Linked DNA regions of Mus musculus: region 1 is linked to region 2. The links are chromatin contacts, called in public promoter capture Hi-C maps. All regions are on one chromosome and are shown on one strand. The core of a region is the stretch at or near the end of the contact, and the rest is flanking DNA. Distances in the headings are between cores, read along the strand shown.

Region 1 (6,768 bases), core at 412-2,911, 810 kb before region 2:
AAGGGCCCTCCCCAGTATTCACATCCCCAAGTTGGATTTATGGATTTGCTCTGATGGATTCAAAAGAAGCAATTAGTTTTAAACAGCCATTTCCCAAGCTTCCAGCTGTCTCCTAGATGCCTTCACAAGCAACCACCTCCATGTCATCCAGCAGACCTTTTATGTACCAGATTTAGGGATGTAAAGGCCAGTATCAGACAAGGTTGGGGGGGGGGGGCGTTTTACCTACCGCATCCCTCTGCATCAAGTTCAGTAGGGATGCTTTTCACCTGTGAGAAGGCATTAGGCTTGGGGGAGGAGTGCCGGGCTTTTCTCATTCTCTTCCTTAGGAAAAGCAGATGCCCAAAGAAGCTGGGGATAGAGGACATAGTGGTAGTTCAAGAAAGTGTTAAACCCAAGAAGCTAAGTTGCCTAACAAGTAATCAACACCCTTTCTGCTAACAGGGTATCTATCTAAATTGAGGTCCATTCATCTGAATGAAAGAAAAAAAAAATCTTCACCTTCCACTGATGTCTACTTGAAATTTAACATTCTCTTCAAGGACTGTGTAGGCAGCTGGCCACAGCAATATTAGCAGTATTTATGATGTTTTAGAAATGTGTTTACAGGTAGTGCCTATATCTTGAATTCTATATTCTGAGCTATTCAAAATTATAATAGTTATTTGCTTTTTAAATTTATATGGCATTCTTTTAAATACTTTAGTGGCTGTTTTCTTTCATCATAGCCTGCCTTAAATTTTATGTTTTTAAAAGTCTCTTGAGAGATAGATGGCTCAGTGGTTAAGAGCTCTTACGGAGGGCTTACTTCCAGAGGAATTGAGTTCAGTTCCCAGCACCCAGATGAAAGCTTATAACCCCAGTTCCAGGGCATTAGGCATACATGCAAACGAACTAACTATACACATGAAATAAAATAATAAAGTTTAAAGCAAAAAGGGAAATCTTCTAAGAAAGAGTCCTTAGTTTTCCCCCAAACTCAGAACTGTCAGAGGTAGCTGCAGGTTTTAAAAAAAAAAAAAAAGGATCAGAAAGCTGTGTTTACAGAGGAGAGGTTTACAGCCTGTGCAAACTCTCTGACTCAGCTTCAGTCTGTGAGCCCTAGAAGCTGGGGTGGCTCTCGGAGAAGTAAGTAAAAGTAAGGTGAAAAGTTTCACCAAAGAGCCTTTTCTCCCTTGTACTAATTGCCAATCAGCCTGGCCTGTGCTTCTCCGCTGACCACCTCCCACCCCCAGCGCCCTGGGTACCTCCCCAGATCAATGCCAGTCTCAACCCACCCGGCAGGCAGGGCAAGGTGCTGAGTGACAGACAACAAGTGGAACTAACGTTTCTGAAATTCCCACGCACCGAGACCACACGTCCAAGCTGTGTGGGTGGAGAGGGTGCCAGGGCCATCCTCTCTGCATCGCTGAGGCTGGGCCACTAAGGAGAAAGCATTGAAGTCCACCGAGTCCCAGACCAAAGGGGAGTCTGTCAGGGGTTGGAAAAGAAGAAGGGCGGCCGGGAGCGCGGAGACAGAACCGAGGTGGGCGACAGCGAGCGGCTATAGGAGGGTAACAGCGTCGTGGGGTGCGTCTTACCGGGCTGAGCGACACCGTGGGCCCCAGCGCTGGCGCAGCAGAAACTACTGTGGCGCTGGAGCGCTGGCCTCGCATAGCCCCGCCTGGCCGCCGGGGCGGGGAGGCAAAGGCCAGGGGCGGGGACAGCCACCACCCCCACACCCCCAACCTCCGGAGGAGGAAAGGCCGCCAGGGCGCTACCCAACAACAAACCCGGAGGGGAATGCGCACCTTGGAGCAGGCACGGACACCGGAGGCATGGGTGGTATGGGTGATCCTTGCTCCCCATGTCCTGCGACTGTCCCCACGCAGCCTAGACGCTTTTCTTACGCCTGGGGTGCAGACAAGGCCACCTCTACTCAGAACCGCGCGGCACCTTCCCCTGGAACCTGCTGGCTCCTAGGAGTTGTTCTTTTGGTGCCTGACAAGTCACTGTTCTGCCCCTTCTAAGGACTGACTGTTTGAAGGCACAAGCCAGAGACCGCGGCTTCATGTGTTAAAACAAATACAGTTCCTAAAAGTTGCTAAGGCCTCAACTTAAAAAAAAAAAAAAAAAAAAAAAACCTCAAAGAACACGCAAATGCCACCAACTTTTTTTTTAAGCATAACTAAGTTTCTTTCGCACTTGTTTGATTATATGCATTTTAATAGTTTTTGAGTCACTTCTTTCAAACTGTCTTCACTCTGAAGGATCTATAGAAAAATTGCTTGGTCGCAAACAGGGACTACGGGTTTGATGGTAAGCCTGGTGGCACTTGCTGGCACCTGCACCTGCAACACTGCCTCCCTAGTAATTTTCCGTGACTTTGTGCAGCAACAGGTAAGTCTGGTAAAGAACTTGGAAACAAAACCAAATGTGATCTGTATTTACTGATAAAGCTATTGCTGGAAACAGCGTATTAAGACTATGTAAAAATAATCCTTAATGTCTGCCATACTCTAAACTAAAACTGAATTTATTTTATCAATAAAATGTTTCACATACTTGAGAGTTGAGGCAAGGGGCGGGGCACCAGAAAAAAATGTTCAGGCCTCAGGACAGTTAATTGTTGTATAGTACTGAACATAACCCTGATTTCCACCCTCTAAGTGCCAACAATTGTAGCCCAAAGTTTTGACAAAAGCAAAACTCTACACACATATTTCCAAAGCAATTCGTACTATTCTTCATCTCTCCTTCCTCTCCATCCTCATTAAGAAGTCCTGGTTCCTGTGAATGAATCAAGGGCAGTCTGTTTGCAGGGTGTTTGGAGGTCTATGGCTGGAGAATCGAGTTGGAAGCCGTGTCCTGAATAGTTCCCACACGCTGGGGCATCTATGTATCGTTCTATTACCCCACTGAAGTCCCTTCTTTCCATCAGTGTCTTGCCCATCAGACATTAAGACTGAGAAGTTACTCCATTGGCATTCCCCTTTTTCTTTCTATAATATTTTATTTACTTATTTAGTGTGCATGTGTGCACGTGTACATGTGTGTCATGAGGCACAGGTGGAAGTTAGAGGTCAACTTCCCAAAGTCAATTCTGTCCTCCAACAGATGGATCCCAGACCATCGGGCTTAGAACCAGGCAGGCATCTTTACCTGCTGACCCATCTCGCCAGCCCAGTCATTCTTTCCTCAGATGGTTATTCTCCATCTTGTCCGCTGAATGTCAAGTGAGCCCTGTGGCTGCTACTGTCTGGACCTACACTTGATTCCCATCCATATGAGGTTTCCAGAGTAGTGAGTGTGCAGACAGGGAGATGGGAAACTAAGAGAAATATTAAAGGATGGCAAGAAAGCTTGGGGGGGAGCATGGTGGGGGAAGGGGGCATGATGTGTAGTGGGGGAGGGGGCATGATGGTGAGGAACAAATACCTATCCAAGAAGATCCGGGCATAAGGAAATATAGACTGGCGACCCCCAGGAAGCCATGCAGACCCATACTAGGAAGGGCACTAGCAGGAATGAGCAGCAATAGAGCGTGGAAAGGAAAAGGAGAAAGCAAAGACACTGGAGTAAGGGCAAGGCAGAGGGATTCTCCAGGCATGCTGCTTTAAATGCACCTGCTTGGAGCCCATTAAACAAGCCCCACCCTCATCTCTGAAGCAAATGCTTCCTTGGGTGAATGTGTAGCTAGAGAAGTGGTTTATTCTGCCCCAGTAAACCTTCCTACTTGTGATAGCCACTCATCCAGAGAGACACCAATCCTCACGAGCTACTATGAGACTCATTGGGAAGTTGGGGGGGGTGGGGATTTCTGGAGCAAGCAGCACACACTGTCCCTCCTGACAGACCAACAGGAAGTCTCCTAACCAGAAGGGAAGTGAGCAGAGATACAGAGAGTATATTACCTTTTCATATGTGGCCTTCAATAGGCAGTTCCAATCTCTCCCAGATTGCTGCATTCCTCGCAGCCAAACTGCTTGTAAAATAGCCAAAATTGTATCAAGCTACAGCGCAGTTAGAGTTTCTTCATCTGTATCACAGGAGATCAAGTGATTTTCCAGTCAGAAAGCACTAATGTATACACAGGTACTTCAAATACAAAGCGCCCTATCCCGATCAGCACTGATTGCAAGCAAGAAGCCAGCTATAGACACCTTAACTTAAGAGAAATTGGGAGAAGGCTTCCATCAAATGCTGGAGTCATAGTGGCCAGGGACACGAACCTGACTTAGGAAAGTTCTAAGGAGTCAAAGAGCCTGTGATGGTTTGTCTATGCTTGGCCCAGAGAGTGGCACTATTAGGAGGTGTGACCTTGTTTGAGTAGGTGTGCCACTATGGGTATGAGCTTAAGACCCTCACCCTAGCTGCCTGAAAGTCAGTATTCTGTTAGGTGCCTTCAGATGAAGATGTAGAACTTTCAGCTCCATGCCTGCCTGGATGCTGCCATGCTCTTGCCTTGATGATACTGGACTGAACCTCTGAGCCTGTAAGCCAGCCCCAATTAAATGTTGTCCTTATAGGTCTTACCTTGGTCATGGTGTCTGTTCACAGAAGTAAAACCCTAACTAAGGCAGAGACCAAACAACTTCTTTTTGCTGGTATTATTTTTCTTCTCCTTAAAAAAAAAATTATTTTCTTTTTGAGATTTTTGTACGTTAGTATTATATTGACATCATTTCCATGCTACCTTCTCCTCAATCCAACTCCTTGAATATATCCCTCAAATTCATGAGTTCTTCTCTTTATTATTGATACTATATATACATATAGCATTATCATCCCGGAAGAAAGCTGATTTCCCCTCTCTCAGCAGCCATTCAATTGCCTGCAGTTCTTCATTTATGCTAAGATCTATGAGATTTCCTCCATCCACATTGGGATGTCAACTGGTGTTGTCATTGTTTGCATCGTGTTTAGGTAACCAACTGTATTGTTGAAATTGCATGGGTGCAGCTCCTATCATATATGAAAGACATTATCTCACAGCAGACATCCTAGTCCTCTGACTCACAATCTTTTCACCCCCTTTTCCATGATGTGTCCTGAGCCTTAGGTGGCTTTCTGTGATGGTCTCCACCTGCTGCAAAGGGAAGCTTCTTTGGTGAGGGGTGAGAGTTATATTTATTTGTGAATATAAAGGTAAATATTTAGAATTGAGTTAGGAGTGTTACTCTTCCAGGAAAGTGTCAGTAGTAGGTTTTTCTCTAGGGTTCATGACCTCACCAGCCATTGGTAGTTGGGGGCTAGGTTCACAGGACCAATCTTGTTTTCCATCCTATTAAGTAATTCTTAAGTTTGATTAAACAACAGTTGGTTGGCCCCAAGATAAAACTGCCACTATTGCATCTTTGAGTATATCTTATCATGTCACTCATTACCAGAAGCAGCTGGCCACTCCCAGGATACTCCCAACACTACTATGAATGACTGAGTGCCACAAATATAAGAGAAGCAAGATCAAGTCTTTAAAGAAAGTGTTCACTTGGCTGACTGTACATGAAGGACTAGCATCATAGCTGCCAGGGCAGGAGAGCATGCTTGATCCCACTGTCAGAGCAGGGGGAGAGCATGCTTGGTCTCACTGCCAGGGCAGGAGGAGAGCATGCTTGGTCTCATTGCCAGTACAGGAAGATAGCATGCTTGGTCTCACTGTAAGGACAGGAGGAGAGCATGCTTGGTCCTGCTGCTCACACCAGTACTACCATAATGGACATTCTATTTCAAATGGGGAAAGGGTTGCATACTAGATAATAGGGGTAGAGAACAACGTCTCTTATAGGCTTTGTAAATACAAGGTCTTTGTCCGCACATGATTTACCATCGGTCTAAGCCCTTCATCCACAACAGGTTCTGCTGGGTACCTGCATTTTAGAATGATGCAGAGCAGGGGTGTGGCCTAGGCACATCACCTTTCTCTAGGAGAATGTACCAATTGGCTTCAGTTAACTGCATCAGCACATGTTTCTAAAGTTCCTGCCTCATATGATCCTTGTAAAATGTTAACGAGTTAATATTTAAAGCTGACTGGCACTGTACCTGGCATAGAAAAGGTATCCAGTTGATGGTTACTGCTTGATTTTTTTATAGTTCCTGTGTTATTATGTTATTACTGTGATTTAAATGTTTGCCCCCTCCAAACCTCATGTTGGAATTTTATTGCCATTGTATCTGTAATAAGAGGTGAGACCTTTGAGGTGATTGTGATAAGAGGACTACACATTCATAGGTGGGGCTGAAGGCATTATATAAGACTAAGTTCTAGAAGCCGTGGGTAAAAGCACATGTTGGTGCATAAGCCGGGCCTTCTGAAGTCATCATCAAGACTGAAATGGCTCACCACATACAAGGGGTCCACAATAATGTCATGAGGCTTCTCACCAGAAATCAGAGATCATAATGCAGCTAGCCAATATACTCAAAGTATGCACCAACAATCCTATGTCCATTGAAACTGCCATTCAAAGGTGATAGAGACAGATTGTCCCTAGCCTTCAGTGTCTGATCCAATATCTAGATACTGAAGAAGCCTGTAATACTATTGTTTCTGTGGCTCTTCCCTAAGTGACTCTTCCATTTCAGCCCCAAGTACTCAAATTGACAAGTTACTTTTATAACTCCAGCAATTAGGAAAAAAAAAAAGATAACCCCTAAATTAACAGAAGTAGAAAAACAACAAAAATTAAAACAAAAGTAAACATAATCTAAAAGGAATACAGAAAAATAATAAAATGCTATAAAGAGGACACAGCACAATGATGCACACCTGTGAAACTGAGGCAG
Region 2 (6,060 bases), core at 1,116-3,615:
CAGAGCTGTGACACACACACACACACAAAATCATGTCTCACAAAACAAAAATTAAACAAAAAAAGAATATAGGGTCTAGTTGAATGTAGTACAATACTGATTCTGCTACCTATAAACTAAATTTTATCAAAAAACCTACCCCTAAAACATTGTTAAAACACAGAGAAAGCCTGCACCAGACATAATTTATCCCAATTCTTCTGAGTAACATAATTGGTCCCATTTTAAAATGAAATGACTCAACAAGGACTCAGGCTGTCTAAACTTTCACTCCCCAAACCCCGAAATCAAGCAGCAGTGAGGAAAGAGCAGTGAGGCCCAGGTCACTCCTAAATCTACTTCATATAAGAGCTATGTTTACCTTGACTTTCTTTATGACCTTGGGCTAAGTCTTTCAAATAAAAACTATAATGTTTGCATGTGCCTGCTTATTACTGAAATTTAATCCTAACATGTGAACAGCAAGTGAAGTACTTTAGGCTGCACCTATGAAGCAGAAGGCTACTGAGTGAGAAACATTAACTAATATGTAATATAAGCCATGTTTTAATCTTCCGTTTTATTCCAGGGGAGAAAACACCTATAATGCCCCAAACTCGACATGACCAAACCATTGAAAAAAAATTGAGAAACTCTATTAAAAAAAGAAAAATCAAAACAAAAGCCAGTAAAAACTAGCTTCCACATGCCATGTCACTGCTTTTATAGAGATAATTGCTGGACCACAAACACAAATGTGTAGCTTGGCATTTCATGAATCAAAGTAACAGGCAATCTACAATCTAAAACATGTAGATAAGCCTATCATTTCAAGGCACTAATTTGTATATGGATGTAACCGTAATCTTGGTATTGTCTTAGTAGCATGAGAAAGATAACACTCCCTGCCTTGCCTTGGAGTAGCATCTAAGAATACTCATGTCAGGAGCTTAGGGTAGTTTCCTGGCAGTATCTCAGTAGGTTTCTCCGAGGTACTCTGAGAGTGCCTAACGTCATTCACACATCCAGCTACCACTAGGGCGAGAAGTAAATAAACACTATTTATTTATGCAATTATTTATCACAGAATCCTGGTCAAGAACGCAAAGGTAAACTCATACGGACTTACCCAACGTAAACAACATGCTAAATAGAATTAAGATTCACCCTTAACTAACCACTACGGAAATCAGAGGCCTCCTACACACGCTGGTTTTTACTACCACACTTGACTTTAAAAAGTAGTAATGTCAACTCAACATTTTAGCAGTACAGAAAACGACAGAAGCTCCAAGAACCTCTTTCCAGATTCTCAAAGGATGTCTGTAAGAGCTCAAGTAGAGAGAGCAACGCCCCCCTAATGCACCCTACAAGAATGAAATACCAAAAACATTACGTGGGCCCACAAGAAGGTTCGAAAAGGCAATCTAACTTAATTAGCTATCGGGTCCACGGGGTCAGAGACTGGGAACGTGAGATGGGGTTGGGGGTGGGTAGCAAAGTGAAATCTAACCCCAGAAATCACAACACAGGCCGCAGCCTAAGAGCTGAAGCTGGCGGGAAGTGAGCTCCCTGGCCGTTCCCTGGGGAAAGTCCAAGCCAGAGCAGCTTCCACGACAGTGGACGTACAAGGCGCCAACAGTGCATGCCTACGGACGTTGCTGGAACCGCTGAGGGCTCGGCTAGAGAAGGGGAGGAGATCCCGGCAGACGGCCCTGAGAGAGGACTGAGCTTCGGAGCAACGGCAGCGTCTGGACCAAGGGAATTACCTTCACTGTGACGACAGAAAAGTGTCTTCGGGCTCCGGCGATGGTCCCGACTGCGCAATAGGTGGTGTCTTTCCCGCTTATCCCTCAGCAGCAACAGAACCAGCTCCTTCAGCCAGTCGCCATTTCCCGCCTACCGACCTGCTGCACCGCACGGACAGGGACCCGGATGGAAAGCGGCCTCCCTGCGCAGGCGCTCTGGCTCCCTCCTCCCCCGCCCGCCCCGATCCGGAGAGGCGGGAGGGAAGGAATGCGGGAGGCCTGGGCGGCAGCGGGGGAGGGGAAACCAACTTTTACTACCGTGAAGAGGCTGAAGTTTCTGCCGCCTTAGGGAACTCACCAGAGCGAATTCCTGACCAAAAGAAAAACAAGAAACAACAACAACAAAAAACAATGAAAAAAAAATGAGCTTAGGGCCCGAGGAGTTAGACTGGACTCAGCCTCCGATGGGGCTCGGAGCGTGGGGGACGTTTGTACTTCGGGGGCCTCCGTAGCGGGCTGCGGGGTGGTCGCAGGGGGAGTAGGGAGGAAAGCGTTAGCAGCGGAGGCGGGGACGCCGGGGGCGGTTTTCCCTCCCGCCGCTAACGGAACCGCCTAGAGCCGGGCGACAAGGAGAGCGCGCCCTGGCCTGGGAGGCGGGGTTTAAGAACGCGCCGCGCACCCAGCGGCCAGGGTTAGCGACTAGGCGGCGGTGGGTGGAGCCGGCGGGAAGGGGCGGTGCTAACGGCTTGGCGCGCTGGAGCGGGAGCCAGTGCCTTGCGCTCCCGATGGCCAGACCCAGCCTGGTCCCGGTGCTTTCGGAGGTTCGCGGAGTGTCCCCGAGGTTCTCTTCCTAGGTCACTTTGCTAGCGGGAGCCCCTGTTGCCCTTGGACCTATGAAGGAGACTCTTAACCCTTCCCTTCCTCGCGATGTGGGCAGTGATCCTGTACGCTTAAAACTCGAGTCTTTCAAATGGGTTTTCACACACGACTGTGGGCTCCATCTAGAATCTGGATGATTCTTAATCTTCTTGATGCTGAAACGCTTTTAATAGAGTTCCTCATGTATGATGACCCCACCAACCATAAAATTATCTTTGTTGTTACTTCATGGCTGTAATTTTGCTAGTGTCATGAATCGGAATGCAAATATGTTTTCCCATGATCTTATTCAACCTGTGGTTTGACCTCTTAAGGGTTGCAACCCACAAGTTGAGAAACACTGGTCTAGATAGCACTTTTGACTGAAATTCCAAGCTGATCTCATTATTCTATAAGAAATGCTGATTGAGACAGGAGAGGCTTGGACGCCAGTCTGAAGAGAACAATCCTAGGGTTTGCAGAAAAGAGCTTGATCCACGAGTTCGGAAGTCCTGATTCCTGCCTGTCAGCTCTTCTACTTCAGTCCTGAGCACAGTCAACATGCCTAGGGGTCAAAAGAGTAAGAGCCGCTCCCGTGCTAAACGACAGCAGTCACGCAGGGAGGTTCAAGTAGTTCAGCCCACTGCAGAGGAAGCAGGGTCTTCTCCTGTTGACCTGAGTGCTGGGTCCAGCTTCCCTGGTGGTTCTGCTCCTCAGGGTGTGAAAAACCCTGGATCTTTTGGTGCAGGTGTATCCTGCACAGGCTCTGGTATAGGTGGTAGAAATGCTACTGTCCTGCCTGATACAAAAAGTTCAGATGGCACCCAGGCAGGGACTTCCATTCAGCACACACTGAAAGATCCTATCATGAGGAAGGCTAGTGTGCTGATAGAATTCCTGCTAGATAAATTTAAGATGAAAGAAGCAGTTACAAGAAGTGAAATGCTGGCAGTAGTTAACAAGAAGTATAAGGAGCAATTCCCTGAGATCCTCAGGAGAACTTCTGCACGCCTAGAATTGGTCTTTGGTCTTGAGTTGAAGGAAATTGATCCCAGCACTCATTCCTATTTGCTGGTGGGCAAACTGGGTCTTTCCACTGAGGGAAGTTTGAGTAGTAACTGGGGGTTGCCTAGGACAGGTCTCCTAATGTCTGTCCTAGGTGTGATCTTCATGAAGGGTAACCGTGCCACTGAGCAAGAGGTCTGGCAATTTCTGCATGGAGTGGGGGTATATGCTGGGAAGAAGCACTTGATCTTTGGCGAGCCTGAGGAGTTTATAAGAGATGTAGTGCAGGAAAATTACCTGGAGTACCGCCAGGTACCTGGCAGTGATCCCCCAAGCTATGAGTTCCTGTGGGGACCCAGAGCCCATGCTGAAACAACCAAGATGAAAGTCCTGAAAGTTTTAGCTAAAGTCAATGGCACAGTCCCTAGTGCCTTCCCTAATCTCTACCAGTTGGCTCTTAGAGATCAGGCAGGAGGGGTGCCAAGAAGTAGAGTTCAAGGCAAGGGTGTTCATTCCAAGGCCCCATCCCAAAAGTCCTCTAATGTGTAGTTGAGTCTGTTCTGTTGTGTTTGAAAAACAGTCAGGGTCCTAATCAGTAGAGAGTTCATAGCCTACCAGAACCAGCATGCATCCATTCTTGGCCTGTTATACATTAGTAGAATGGAGGCTATTTTTGTTACTTTTCTAATGTTTGTTTAACTAAACAGTGCTTTGTGCCATGCTTTTTGTTAACTGCATACAGAAGTAACTGTCACTTGTCAGGTTAGGACTTGTTTTGTTATTTGCAACAAACTGGAAAACATTAGTTTTTACTAAAACATTGTGTAACATTGCATTGGAGAAGGGATTGTCATGGCAATGTGATATCATACAGTGGTGAAACAACAGTGAAGTGGGAAAGTTTATATTGTTAGTTTTGAAAATTTTATGAGTGTGATTGCTGTATACTTTTTTCTTTTTTGTATAATGCTAAGTGAAATAAAGTTGGATTTGATGACTTTACTCAAAAAAAAATGCTGATTGAAAACGTGCCGTTTTTAAAAGGATATAACTGAATTAGGAAAAATAGCCACTGCGTTCCCAGTTGACACTCCACCAAAGAAGACAGGGGTAAGACTGCATTATAGACGTGAAGTAATACGCGTAGTAGGATAGCATGTGATTATGCCAGCGACGGGGTCTGGGGAGTTTTCATAAGACTTCCCTAAGTGAGACATAGATGGGGAGTTGATTTTGTAAAAGTGTTCTTACAAAAAGGAAACAAAGGAAAATCCCAAGACAGAATCATGTTGAGCCACTATCTGTAGAAAAAGAGGGAGGGGGGATGGCCAGATAATAGCAGGTGAGGCAGAAAGGTAGACGTAGAAGCGTAGAGTGCTCTTGTAAATATTGTTTCTCCTTCAAATGTGGTGCAGGTGGGTTGTCAAGATCCTGTCAGAGCTGAGTCCTTTTGCCATTTAAATCTTACCAGCACAAAATTGGTTTCAGACTGGGCATGGTGATCATAAGGCTCAGGATTACCGAGGCAGGGGATTGAAACGTTCCAAACAGCCTAGGCTGTGCAACAAGAACCTGGCTCCAAAAGAAAAGACAAAAAGAAAGGGTAAAGAAATCTTGGAATAAAACAATGAGAGCCGATGGTATACCGAGCACAGAACAAATTGAGAGTCCATATAATCATAGGTTTCTGAAAGGCTAACTGAAAATAAAAAGTTATCTAGTGCGTATAATGGAAAGTTATAGAAGTAAACCCAGAAATTACAAAATGTTTTTGCAATTTATGAACTTTCTCCTTTTTCAGTGTTTTTTTTTTTTTTTTTTGGTTCTGTTTTGGGGTTTTGGAAGGGGGTGTTTTTTTGGTTTGAGGCAATGTTTTGTTTCCAAGACTGGCCTCAAACTCACTACAAATACAAGACTGCCTCCAGCCTCACCTTCCAAGTGCTGGATTACCCTCAAAACCCATTTCCACCAAAGAAGACTAAATGTGTGCTGTTCACCTAATCACTTCTTTATTCTCTGGGCTACTTCTACTACCTCCACACCCTCATTAGCAAAGTGAATTAAGTCTAAATATGAATTTCACTTTTAAAATATAGGTGTTGCATCCCATACCCTAGAATAAAGGACACACCTAAAGGCTGTTAGATGAGATTATTCATTGGCAATCTCATTCAAATGAGATTATAAGGTACTCAGCAAGGTGCTGGTCTTCTTAATGTGGTAGTTGTAAATGTCACTAAGCTTTATGTCCAAGCTTGGGGGCAGATGCCTTTAATCCCAGTATTCAGGAGGCAGAAAGAATATATCTGTGAGTTTGAGGCCAGCCCGGTGTACATAGCTCCAGGACAGCTCTGACACAGGGAGACCCTATGTCAAGAAAAAAAAAACAAAAACAAAAAACCCAGTGTAAGATTTTAGATTAAAGCCGGGCGTGGTGGCGCACGCCTTTAATCCCAGCACTCAGGAGGCA

Evidence for each region. Capture Hi-C pulls out chosen DNA fragments and counts their contacts.
Region 1: a contact with region 2 is called in a promoter capture Hi-C map of adipose tissue. The contact joins the promoter of Sqor here to the promoter of Ctdspl2 in region 2. A contact is called at or near these places in 2 of 39 promoter capture datasets (macrophages and neutrophils), 1 of 484 Hi-C or Micro-C datasets (uterus) and 2 of 9 other capture datasets (adipose tissue and liver).

Annotation. Positions count from the first base shown.
Region 1 is chr2:122,760,252-122,767,019 of GRCm38.p6, reverse strand. Sqor (sulfide quinone oxidoreductase) reads right to left here and starts at 1,661. Exons shown (of 10, transcript NM_001162503.1): 1 at 1,581-1,661.
Region 2 is chr2:121,952,306-121,958,365 of GRCm38.p6, reverse strand. It overlaps Ctdspl2 (CTD (carboxy-terminal domain, RNA polymerase II, polypeptide A) small phosphatase like 2), which reads right to left and starts at 2,365. Exons shown (of 13, transcript NM_212450.4): 1 at 1,749-2,365. It overlaps Mageb3 (melanoma antigen, family B, 3), which reads left to right and starts at 2,274. Exons shown (of 1, transcript NM_008545.2): 1 at 2,274-4,595. The coding sequence starts at 3,147. The coding sequence ends at 4,139.